Linked DNA regions of Anser cygnoides: region 1 is linked to region 2. The links are chromatin contacts, called in public Hi-C maps. All regions are on one chromosome and are shown on one strand. Each heading gives the region's core, a stretch centred on a gene start, on an enhancer-like site or on the middle of the called end of the contact. The rest is flanking DNA. Distances are from core to core; before and after follow the strand shown.

The links. A called contact is a pair of places that touch in the nucleus more often than the background predicts.
Region 1: a Hi-C map of liver shows a contact between it and region 2, with 9 times the contacts expected there. The contact joins two enhancer-like sites. A contact is called at or near these places in 2 of 7 Hi-C or Micro-C datasets (both in liver).

The regions. Positions count from the first base shown.
Region 1 is chr27:5,251,992-5,258,325 of Taihu_goose_T2T_genome, reverse strand. SCAMP4 (secretory carrier membrane protein 4) reads right to left here. Exons shown (of 8, transcript XM_066983724.1): 6 at 6,104-6,205; 7 at 4,980-5,097; 8 at 810-4,036. The coding sequence ends at 3,860. Among named protein-coding and RNA genes, the nearest start is that of CSNK1G2, 6.0 kb to the left of the region's middle. Within about 2 kb of position 1,570, at least 2 of the 3 cell types and tissues checked have open chromatin away from gene starts, as enhancers often do. A contact at or near this core is called in liver, where this site is marked.
Region 2 is chr27:4,384,858-4,391,149 of Taihu_goose_T2T_genome, reverse strand. LOC125184512 (a long non-coding RNA gene) reads left to right here. Exons shown (of 3, transcript XR_007168635.2): 3 at 1-1,952. Among named protein-coding and RNA genes, the nearest start is that of ANGPTL4, 10 kb to the right of the region's middle. Within about 2 kb of position 2,754, at least 2 of the 3 cell types and tissues checked have open chromatin away from gene starts, as enhancers often do. A contact at or near this core is called in liver, where this site is marked.

The DNA of each region.
Region 1 (6,334 bases), core at 321-2,820, 870 kb before region 2:
ACATCAAAGCTGCCATCGACTTTCTGAGAGCCCAGCGCAGCCCGGCTGCGGGCAGAGCCGGCAGTATTTGCAGGAGGTGATGCCAACCTGCCCCATGCATGCTTGGAGCAAAACAGCTCAGGGAAAAGGTGCTGCTGTGAGACTTTTGTGAACATGAGGACTATGCAGTCTCCTGCCAGCGAAGGTGAGATGCTAATGGCTGCAGAGGGGGCACAAGGCTTTGGAGATGAAGAAAACATTGAGATTAGCAGATGTGGGATCGAGCAGCTGAGATGAAAACAGCTCTTCTAGGATTACGAATCCGCTATGGAGCAGAGCTGGGGTATGAAGCCAGGATAGCATCATTTGGGGCAGTAAATCCAGCTGCACACTAAATAGAGTGATGCAACTCACCTTTGCTGTCAGACAGCCTGTTTGCCCCAGGAATGACGGGATCTTTCCAGGCAGCAAACCAGACAAGGCAGAGGCCAGCACTGCAAAGGGCCAATGTGAACGTGTGCTGCTAAGGAGAGGCCAGGAAGGAGGGTTCAACCCCGGCGCGCCCCATCACCTGCACTTCTCCATAGCTAAGAAATGAGAATAATGGTAACATCGGTGTAAAACACTTGTCAGGCATCTGCAAGAACACAAACTACAGCACGCCAACTCTTGTGGTGGTCCCCAGCAAGAGGGTGAGCCTCATCCATAAACGTGCTGTTCTTTTAAGGGAAAAAAAAAGTGGTGGGAGACTGGAAGAAAACAGAGATTTCGCCATTTCCCTCTGCCAGATAACTCTGGTTACCTAGGAACAGACACACTTCTCTAATGCAGCCAGTTCTTCTCATCAAGCACAGGATGAGCATTTATTGTCTTGTGATCAGAAGAAAAACACAAACAAAAACCAGAGCCCCACAAGTGACACGAAACATCGCACACGTACATGCCGCATGATGCCGAACGAAACCGGGAGCCAGGTCCAGGTTAATGGTGTTAAGGAGTCTTAGAAATCTAATGTAAACATTAAAAAACATACAGAGGAGTCGGAAAAAAAAAGCCACAGCAGTTCAGGCAACGTGTTGAGTCAACTTTCTGGAATTACGGTTTCTGGCATCTAAGAGGATGGAGGGGGGCGATGTGTTTGGAGATGGCAGCTCCCGTCCAGGGAGGTTTCATTTAAGCTCCTTAGAAATCTCAGGCAGTGTTTGCTAATGGATCATGATATTGGTGTCTGCCTCCAACCATTTTGGTTTGCAGGCTCCTAAGTACACACCCCTCACCGCATCAAGAAGGTTGGAAATGTGAGGATGGGTGCTTTAAAAGAGACCCCCGGGTTATCCAAGGGGAAAAAGAGAAGCCGGACTCAGGAGTCCCCTGGCAACGCTTCTCCTCTTGGTTCAATTGAAATCTCCAACCTGAAACACTAAAAAAAAGAAAGACTGCAATTTCTGCTGAAAAAAAATTTGGCAAAAGGCCGAGGATGGCAGGGGTCAGAGCCAGAGGAGAGCGTTCCACGGGCACCCCGCGTCTGGGCCCCCAAGCACGGCCACCCTCGAGTGCGGCCCCGCTCACCTCACCTCGCTCCCCCGTAGCGCAATCGTATTTCCAGGGAGTTCATCGACAGGCAGTTCTTTTATCACTCTCTGATGGCAAGCGACAAAGAACACTTAAAATTTCACTTGACACAAGACAAAGGCACCTAAAAGCTTGACAACACGACCGGGTCGTATTCTATTAAGAAGGCATCAAGCATTTGTACTTACAAGCACATTGCACACTCGCAAGAAAAAAAAAAAATCACCCTTGTGTTTGAAGCATGAGGCAGAGCCAGCAAAAGGCTGGCTCTGCAGCAGGGGGTCAGTGTTGCTTGTAAACTGAAGTTCGCGGAGGCTCTGACCTCCCATTAATGTTTGCTTTTGCTTTGGCCCTAGTAACAAAGGTGTCATGCAGACTCCAAGCTGTACTTCACTTAGTATTTACAGTATGACACGGGAAAAGTTAATAGAGTGAATGGGAAGTTTTGCCGGGGGGGTGGGGAAGGAAAAGTTCTCCTTCATGAACTAACATTTTATTAGATAAGGCACATGTAGAGACAGTTTTCAAAAGACCACTTGCAAATCAGTTCCACCTAGCAAGGACAACCTCCCTGTCCCTTTCCAGGAGCCAATTTTGCTTTCCAGTTATTTAGTGTGGACGTGGAGTGACTCCACTTCCAGTGTAACACCTCTGGCGTCACCTCCTACAACTGGCCAGGCTCTGGGCCTGACTCTCAGGGTGCCCCACACCTCTCAAGTCTCCAGACTGGAGCACTCTGCCCTTCACTGTCCGTTGAAATTCCCAGAGCTGCAAACATTGAACACTCAACTCCCTGTAAAAATATCGGGAACTGACCTCCCAGTTTTAACAGGTTTGAGAAAGTTCCTAGCAGGCTGTTGAAGGAAAGGAAAAGACTGCAGCCTTTGCTGCTTGGATCATTTTAGGACACAGGGGAATTGGATGGCTCAGGCTCCAGGAGTCCTGATGTACATGCATGAGATGAAGATGAGTGATGAGACTAATGCTAGCTCTCAGGGGAAACAACCCCTCCCAAGAGCGTTATCCTCTCTTCAGCTGATTCCTGGGGAAAGGCAAGAACCTCTCTCCCCCTGCTCGTACAGGGAAGGAAATCACTGCTGGCGACGCAGACACGTACCAGCTCTGCACAGCTAGCGTCAGCTACGAGGACTAACGAGCTTTCTGAGACAGCTCACTGCAGAACGGTTGGATTTTAACTGCGTCGGTAGAAGGCAGAATTCAATTTATCAGTTGTAATGGAATTACTCCCAAACCACACTGGGGCCCCAGCACTGAGATCAATAGTTAGCTGGCACCCAGCTACTGGCCAGGAGCCCAGAAAAAAAAAAGGTGTCCCAACAGGACAAGGCGTGTCCAGTACGGCATGTATTGGGTCAGCACAAAAATCCTGACGCCACGTACCTGGAATTTAGATGGCACAGAGATCTCGCGCTGCCTGCCTGGAAAGGGGTGAACGTCACCCAGGCAGCCAGGTCCAAAGCCCAACAGCAGTCAGCTTTTCAATAGTTTCCAGTGGGCTTTGAATCAGGCTTTTAGTGAGCAATCAGTAACAAAATGAGATGAATCTGCATCTCCGCAGCACACGGATCTAGCAAAAACTTTTGGAGGCAGGGAAAGCAAGACTTCTATCATAACAATAGTCCTAGCCAGGCAAATGAGGACTCTTGTGGACTTAGTATCTGAACAACGCTCACCCGCAGCAAGCGCTGTTATCTAAAGGATTCTTCACCCGAAAGCGCAAGCAAATGAAGCTGTAGATTTTACAAATACCTTCAATATCACTAGTACCAGGTAATTCAGGTGTTGCGTTTCCCTTAGAGTGAAAAATTCCAGATCATTCATCCGGGAGAGCAAACACCGGTTGCTACTAATGCTCTGATTGTGTTTGTTACAACTACAGACGATTTGGCGGTGCGCTGTGCATGTGATGAAAACTAAGCGGGGAGGCAGGAGAAGGAGCGATTCTGGTAGTGTTCACCGTCACGGGGAAGCCAGCCTTCTTCACATATGGTCATGAGAGCAGTCCTCAAGCAAGGGCAGTGAACGGTTGGTTCCTCAGTCTGCAACAAGGCAAATACTGGTAACAACACAAACAAACAAAAAAACCATCTTTCTGATAAGGCCGTGCAGAGCTCCCGAGGTGCCGTGGGCTGACAGCACACATCTTCTGCAGTGACGAGGAGACAAAAAAAAAGAAAGTCCCCAGAAGACTGGGGTACGTGTAGGGGAATGCAAATGATCTTTTCAAATAACAATAATAAAAGGACCAAAAAAGAAGAGAATCCAGGCAATTTGCAGCTGTTGCTGCTTAAGGCCATTGGTTTCCCGGGGGATAGTTGGGCACTGTGGGATACTCTGGCAGGCTGTTCCCAGAAAAATTGCTGTACTGGGCCTCCCTGCTGGGGGGGTTCCTCCATGCACCGCTGTTCCACTCATCCTGAGCTTTCTGAAAGCTTCCACCAGCCCCTCGGTAGATCTTGTGAACCTAACGGAGTAAAACAAGAGGAAAAATCAGCAGTAGGTACCTACACCTCTTCCTGAGAGGACTTATAGTCATTTTGGTACTGTATTTGTTCCTCTCTCTCTGCAAACTGTTTTTCCAAGGGAGAAAAAAAGGCACAAAAACTACAATAACATAATGAAGAGGTGTAAATGGATAGTATCAATGCAAGGCTTGAACTTGTCTTAGCCATACACCTGGGATTTAGGTTGGGGATCCCACAGCAACAGTCCATGCAGCAAGGCAGCTGGCCCAGGTTAGCGGGCTGAAAACCCCATAAAACCGTCAACTGCTGCTTCAGTGGGGCTGAGGCTGAAGGACTCGGCTGTAGCACATGAAACAACCTACACCGGGAACCCAGGGACACAAAAGATCTGGTTTAAAGGTCACACCACCAGGCAACGCCTGACAGGGCACAGGGCAGTGGCGCTAACCATGGTGACAGGGGGCAAAACGCTGCCATGAACCTATGGCAAACTCCATGATGGCAACTACTCTGCGACAGGGTTGTGCTGGGCTAATTGCCTGTCCTCTTTCCCTTCTATCTTCTGTCCTCCTCTGCCATCAGTCTTCTGAAGCTTTCCAGAAGGTCTTATATCCAAATCCAGCGTTCTGCAGACAACCAAGGACCACTTGTCGTCCTGCCACCCTGTCCCTGCTGCGGGCATCTTGAGATGCTTCACCGTTACAATCCCAGCGACGCTTGGCTTAAGTGACATAAAGGAACATGGAACGGTGAACACGTCCAGCTCAAGCTGTCCTGCATTATCTGCATTCGTCCTCTAAATAGTCCGAGACACACCGACTGACTACACTACAAAACCTTCAGAGGCAGTGATGGCTCACAGTGGCTGCTGAGCTGCCTGTTCACGTTACTGTGATACAAAACACAGATATTCCAAGTCAGAGAGACGTCTGAGGCACCTACCCTTAAAATGCAGATGAGCATTGTGACCGCTGACATTGTAAACATAATGGCAGGAAACAGCATGAACACAGCAGATGCAACGTTGGTGCTAAAGAAAGTAATTGCTGCCAACCATCCGCTGCAAGAAACAAAGAAACAGTATCATTACTGCTCTCTTTTTTAAGCACAATTGTTACCAGAAAGATGGTTTACGCACACAGAGAAGTTACAAGGCAGCTTTAAAGCTCCCAAAATTGAAAAAAAAAAAACAAAACAGTGAAGACCACGGTCAGAGCTAAATGCAGCTCAGACAGGTATTTCCCCAAGGTCTCAAATCTGGCTTGCCAGCATCCCTTGCTAAGCCAGTCTCAGACCTTTAGGGGACAGCCAGCTGCACAGCGAGGCTTCGGGGAGAGAAGATTTATTCCCAGGACGCTTTTGGTGGTGCAGAGGTTGTGCAACCAGAGAACAGACCTGGGAACATGGAACATCAGGGTCCTCCGATCTGTAATGCATCTCCGTTCCCTTTGATGGCAACAACCAGACAGGGCAACTTGAGAGCATCAGCAGTTAAAACTAAATGCTGTGCAGAGTCTAGGACTTTCTATTATTTGCAGCTTCAGCAGGAATTGCTCTCAAGTCTCCAGAGACAGAAAGTTAAAATGCCAAATAATTATAACATAACCAGGGACAGACACTAAAATGCTTCCATTTATTTTAGGACAGCTCTCACAATACTTGCTCTATAGGCCAACAGTGAGTCATCATGCACTGCTCAACATGTGCTGCAAATACTTTGAGGGCAATGCTAAGAGAGGATCAGATCAATCTTGAAACTCTCTGGTTAAACAGCAGAAAGGAAGGACATTACAGGAAGGTGCTAAAAAAAAACCAGGCAGGTGAAGATATCTGACTTCTGCCAATACAGGAACTCTTGCAATAGCCAGCAATGGGAGTAGACAGAATTGTATACTCCAAGAGCAGATATAATTATGCCACAGAGGAAATCAGAAAGCTTCTTCCACCCCACCCTGTACAGACTCCCACCAGCTCCTCTAATGCTCAGGGAAACAGCCCGTGGGCTGAAACTCTCAGGCACAGGAGCTGAGGGCTCAGCTGTAAGGCTCCAGGCGTGTCCTGCTTACCAAGCTCCCCATCCAGAGAATCCGATCGCCTGCAGGACCGTGAGAACAAACTGTGCGCCGAAGATGAAGAAAAAAGCCATAAAATTAAACGAGCTGTCCGACCTGCGAAGGAAGGAGAGGCAGTTAGGGGGACACTGGCACCTTGCACTGCTTCGTGTTAACGTTTGACCCCATCACGTGCACACACTCAAATGTGCTATCTCAGAAAAGGTCCCTCAACAGCTACGAACT
Region 2 (6,292 bases), core at 1,505-4,004:
AGCCTCCCGTGGTTTTGCACCATTTGCAGAGGGAGTCCCCGCTGGTGATCGTGTCGTGGGCTGCGGCCAGCCCCGTCCCCAGCCCTAGACGCTTACAAAATCCCAGCACGGACCGTGCCCTCCTAACCGTGGGATTCGAATGAAGGAAAACAGCCCCGGGCAGGAGGGGTGGTGGTGGCTGCAGCTTTCCAACATGCTCGAGTAACTTGTTTGTGCTCTTCGGCTGTGGGAGCTGTGGGCTCGGGTGGGCTGGTCTCACCTGCACCATGAAGCATCACCAAAAGCTGCTGGGGCTGCGGTTTGGGTGCAGCGAGGCTGCCGGCGCCGAGGGAGCCGAGGCACGCGCGGGGCAGGCGAGCCGCTGCGGTCCCCAGTGTGGGCGGCAAGGCTTTTGGTTTCCAGTTTGCTTGTTGAAACCAGAAAAAAATAACCACACTGGGGAGAAGGGAAAAAAAAAAAAAAAAAGAGCTATTTTGGTGGGAAGGAAATATTTTTGCTGAAACATTTCACTCTTGCAATTAGCCACACGCCCTTTCCCTTGGCTGTGGGTGGTGGGAGATGCTGCTGGCCGTCTCTCCTTGCACCTCTTGCTCTCACACCTCCCACGGCTGTGGGTAGAAGGCTCAGGGCCCCCGGGAGCCCTGGCACTGGTGGGCGAGCAGCCAGCAGGGCCCTCATGGCCCCCCTGAGCTGTGTGGGGACAGCCCAGCGGTGGCAGTGGGGGGGAAAAGGGTGACAAAAATAGGGGAAGATCCCACGGCTGCAGCATCCCCGGGCGTGCATCCCTGCCCCTGGGATGCATCACAGCGAAGGTGGTGACGATCCCTCCGTGGCCGCAGCCAGCCAGCACCCATGGGTGTTGCCTCTGCTGCCGGATTTCCTGCCGGAGAGCTCTGGCTGGGCCATGGCTCAGCACCGCTGCCCGCCGTCCTTGCTCCCGGCCTTGGGCCTGTTTGCTTCGCATCAAGCCGTGTCCTCACCCCGCCGCCCGTGAGTCAGCGTCTCGGGGCGGCCAAAAAAGCCCTGCAAAGCCCCGCGGGTGCTGCTGGGGTGAAAGCCCAGCCAGCGAAGCCATCCCGCTGCCTGGCCCCCAGCCCCCCTGCCTCCCCAGCGCGGTGTCACGGCAGCTCCCCAGGGATGCGTGAGCCGGGGCACGGCCACCAGCCCTGCCACGGGCTGGAGTCGGAGCGCTGAGAGACCCTCCCCGGGGGTCTCAGAGGCCTTGGCTGGGAAATGCAGCAGCACTTGCAAGCGGCACTCACTCACTCCTCGCCTCCCAAAGCTCCTTTTCCCTCTGGAAGAGGAAATGAGTTAATTGAATGGATGAATTGAGCAAGGATTAATTGAGAAGCAGAAAACAAAGCTGTATATTTGCAAGTGAGACGTGAAGTACGGCAGGACCTGCCCACCACTCTCTGCTGCAGGCGCGCAGAGTTTCTGACCCCGGCTCGTCCCACTCCGGCCCCAGCCACTGGATGCCCTCGTGTCCATTCACGCCCTGCTGCGTTGCATCACCAGTTGAACGCGGGTGCATGCCGTCTCCAAAGCAACTTGCAGCTAAAAATGGGTAGAAAGTTTGATCTGAGCCCTTGCCAAGATTAATTTTTAATTGCTTCTAATTTCACTCTGCTGGGCTTGGCGAGCCCAGCCCGGCAGAAAGGTCGGGTGGCAGGTGCGGGGCTGGGTTACCCACGGGCAATGCTCCGGCCGGATGGCACACCGGCAGTCTGCAGCCCCTGAGGGCTTGGACTCGTCAGCTCTGGCAGCAGACAGGACCAGTGCCCTGCAGTTTTCTGCCTGTCCCCACTACGGTTGTGTGGGTTCCCGGTTCGGCCCCTGCTCCCCATGGCTCTCAGCGGCCCTGGGACCCCCTCTCCATGCCTCCAGCTCATGCAATTCGGCATCTTGATGGAGCCCCTGAAGCCAGGGACTTGCAATTTTTCAGCTGTTGCTTTAGCACATTCAAATGACCCACGTGGTGTTAGAAATTGCCATTAAATCCCAAATACCTCCTGGCGTTCCTGGGTCCATTCCTGCCTCCCCCTTCCCATCCCATGGCTGGGCATCAGGGGAGCGTTTCTGGCATGGAGACATGCAGGGAAGCCCAAATTCTCTGCTTACGTGCCCTGGGAGGCATCTCCTCTGCCCAGCATCTCCCTGCCCTGCTGAGCAGGGATTAGGAACCTGCATTCCCAGGGCAGCTCGCGGCTGCTGTCGGAGAGAGTGCAAATTGCCTGGTCCTGGCTCAGCGCCCCGGCACCTTCCACAAAATCCCCCGAATGCGCCACGCTTGCGCTGACAAAGCAAACATTTATTCAAATGACAAAGGTCACCCCTTCCTTTTTTTGACAGCTATTTTTGTCTATTTTGCTAAAGTCCAAGGGTAAAGGAACTGCAGAGGCAGGCATGGCATGCTAAGGATGAGGCTCCAACCCTCACGTCAGTGTGTTGGAGAGATTCAGGAAAGAGAAAATGAGCCTAAGCAGCCATCCCGGGCAGGAGCTGGGAGGAAGGGCTCATCCGACCTGCTTTTCCCAGAGCAGGGAGGCCAGGGCAGCCCCATGAGAGCCCGATGGTCCCATCCCCAGGCACCATGTGCCATCAGCAGGGACCTGCTCCTTCCATATCCAAGCACCCCTCGGCCAGCCTCCGGCACCGACATCCCCCCCAGAGCAACCCAACGAGCTCCAAGAGGACGTTTGTGAATATTTGCAGGATGCATTCGTTCACTCAGGGGGTGCGCAAACGGGCAGCTGGGCTCCCTGCGAGGTGCTGGCTGTGCGGCTGGCTTTCACCAGCACCCCGAGGCTGTGGGAACGGTCACAGCCCAGCGTCCCCGCCTGCACAGAGCAGCCGTGAGCATCTCAGCAGCGCCCAGAAAGCGGCACCGCGGTGGCACTGGGTCACAGCCAGCACCTGAAGATCCTCCTGGGAAGGACCTCCCGGGTCTGGACCTGCTGCTGGGACCTGTTCAGTGCAGGGGTGTCCGCTGGGCATGGCGCAGTGCTGGGGGGGGGGGGGGGACACACATGGTGGGAAGGCGACGCCAGCCCCCTTTGGAGCCGGGAGGTGCTGGCAACAGTGCGGGGATCCGCAGACCCCAAACACCTTGTGCTCCCTGAGCCGGTGAGCCCCAGCCTGGCCCCGCGTCCCCGCACATCGCAAGGAGGCAGATGTGGCTGGGTCCTCACGGGACACAACCATGAGCCTTGCCCCCGTCCTGGCCGCTGTTTCGCCTCTGTGTGAGCAGCTCTGCCCAGCCGCAGGCAGCAATGAAGGCAGCGAGCCTGCCCCAGCTCTGCCCCGGCCCTGCAGCACGGCACAGCCCCGAGCCACCCGGCGCCACGCCGAGCCCACTCCCTTCTCGCAAGGGTGCCTGACTCACGCCCGAGTTACAGGAAAACCGTCCTGCGAAACCACATTCCTGGCGGTAAATCCAGGCTGGGAGCAGCTCTCGCTGGGGTCCAGCTGCCAGCGGGCTCCTCGGCTGAGCAAACAGCTTCCTGCTGCGAACGCTCTCCTGGTGCTCCTGCATCCCTGAAAAGCCACCTGGAACGCAGCTTTCCTGCAGAGCCCCGGCCAAGGCTGGTGACGGCATGTCCCCAGGGAGCCACACGCCGGAGGAAGAACATTTACCAGAAACCGCCGGTGGACCTTCTCCAGTTGCTCCAGAGAAAATCCCGATGACAGCAGAGCTCCCCTGCGAGGTCTGATGACACGGTTTTCCCTGCTGTGACCATCTGTGCCGCCTGCCGTTAATTCCTGCACGTTAGAGAAAATCCTCCCGAATATTAAACCCGCATGAAGGCACTGGGAGGCTGCCGACCTGCCCTGGGCATCCCCAGCTCTGCCCTCGCCCCTCCTCTGCACCCAGCCTCACCTCCCAGCTCCGGCCATCCCCAGGACACCACCGGTGAACACTGGAGCACCCAGCCACGCAGGGCACCCAGCGCTCCCGCCGCCTGATTCCACCCCTTTGCATTATTTTAAGCCTCTTTCTATTTACTTTTTGCACCGCTTCCCTTGCTGATAGCAGCACCCCCCAAACCTGCCGTGGCCCCAGAAAGCAGCGTGACCCTCAGGGCGTTAGCGCCCGGCTCACGCGCTGGGTGCGAAGCCCACCCCAGGCTGTGGGGGCAGGCTTATAGCAGCAGATTTCTTCTGCTCTTCTGCTCTCTCTCTCTCTCTCTAATACAAATCCTGTCCCTGCCACAGGGCTCCGAGAGGACTCGGTGTGTGACAGATGCACACTGTGGGGTTTCTCCCAAAGCAAGATGTTGCCTGGCCAAGGATGTCGATGTGGTGATTTCAGAAACGTCATCCACTTAGCGGAAGCAAATCCCCAGGCTGCAATATTGAAGTGACACTTCACAAACTGCACCGAAATGGGGCAGTGCCTGGGCTGCCCACCCTGACGGTGTCACCGCCAGCCACGATGACTCTGACACCCTGAGCTGCTTCGTTTGATGGGAAACCTCCCCTCCTGGACCACTTCTTGGGGGAAGATGTTCCTGGATCACGCTCAGGAGTTTGTTTTTTTTCCCCTTCATTTTGCAGTAAGGAAGCAATTCCCAGGCACCCTGACCCATGTAGGCAGGTTCTTGGCATCTGCATTTTGCCTCCACGGCTTTCCTTGTTGCAGGGAGATTGACAAATGCCAGACCCATGCAGCTCCCAGGGCACGTGCTCAGGTGTGGTGGTGGCCGGAGAGCATCGGAGCTCAAAGCTTGGACGCAGCCTCGGACCCACTTCAGGTTTGTTTCCCTCTGCTGAGCCAAGTCCTGCGGACTGAGACATCCGTCCATGCAGGGTGAACCCCCCCAGCATCTGTTTTTCTAAGAAATGAAAACTAAACAAGGGCTGCTCTGTCCCAGCCATGCCCGAGCAGCGTGACTTCCCTCCTGCTAACCCCTTCTCTTGGCTGCACAAGAGGACACGAGGCAAAGGTCGCCGTGATACTGGCAAAGTGCAGGACAGACGGACAGGTCCGTGTGTCCGTGGGTGCTGGTTCCTGCCTGTGCCGAGTGCCTGTGGGGTCCCTGTGGGAGCTGGGCGGACGGAGGCTGCTGCCTGGGCAGCCCGCAGGTGCCAGCCCCGGAGCCATTGCACCAGCACAGCTGCTGGGAAGGGGACAGCTCAAACCCTTTGTGCTCTGGGGCATTTTCACCCACTTATTTTCAAGTTTTCACTGCATTAATCATTTTTTTTTTTTACATCATTTAATGCCTGCATATCTTCTGAGGTGTGAAAATTGAAAAATAGCTTAGATAAATATTAAAATACACTTGTAGACCCTCCTGGAAAACACCCATGACAAGAAAATCTGCCTTGCCTTGCCTTGCCTTGCCTTGCCTTGCCTTGCCTTGCCTTGCCTTGCCTTCCCTTCCCTTCCCTTCCCACCACCTTCTCAATGTGACCACCTGCAGGCAATATCCCTGTTCCCAGCTGCAGCACGACGCGGGCTTTCCCGGACGTGGGTACCCAAGTGCACATTTGGGGTATGCTGAGAAGCATCACCGCCTCCTCACCTCCTCCCTTGAGACTCGGCCGTGGCTGTTCCCATCCTTTGCCCACTGGAGCCGGGTGGGGAGCCCGGCCGTCACGGCTGTGAGTCACGACCTGGGCAGGAAGGTGCTGGGAGAAGTTTGGGTCCCAGCTGGGACTTCCAGCACCGAGCCAAGAAGGCTGTGCGTTTTTCCCCTTTGCTGGCTGGATGAAGAACATCCCCTCCGCCTGGAGCTCCCACGTCTGGGTCTCCGCAGCCCCCTCCCACGGGTGTCCTGAGCCAGCAGCTCCCTCCCCTCGGGACAAGCAGCCGTGGCCCCATGGGGGCGCAGGGGCAGGCAGAGGCGCGGGGTCCCCGCTGTGATCTGCGGGTGCCCCGTGCTCAGGAGGCCGAGCAGCACTCACCCTCCAGGCACCCTACGAGGTGTCGGCCAGGCGTGGAGGTGCCCGGGACCCGTGTGGACACCCGTCCTACGTGTCCTAAAAGCCTTCCTGGGCAGCAGAAGTGACCCTGGGGTTTATCACACTGCCAAAAAAAGCCATTTGTGCTGCGACAGCAGATCCGGCCGATGAGGGCTGTGCCAGCAGGGCGGAGGGGTCACGGCCACCGGCAGGTGCTGGCGGGCGGGTGCTGAGCGGTGCCAGGTCCGCCTGTGTCCCTGTGGCAGAGGAGGGGGTGACGGGGGGACCCTCCTTGCACCCTGGGGGTGTCATCGATGCTTGCCACAGCTGCGCTCTCCTCCCTTTTGGGTATCTCCTTCCAGAATAGGCAAAGGAAGTGAAAGGT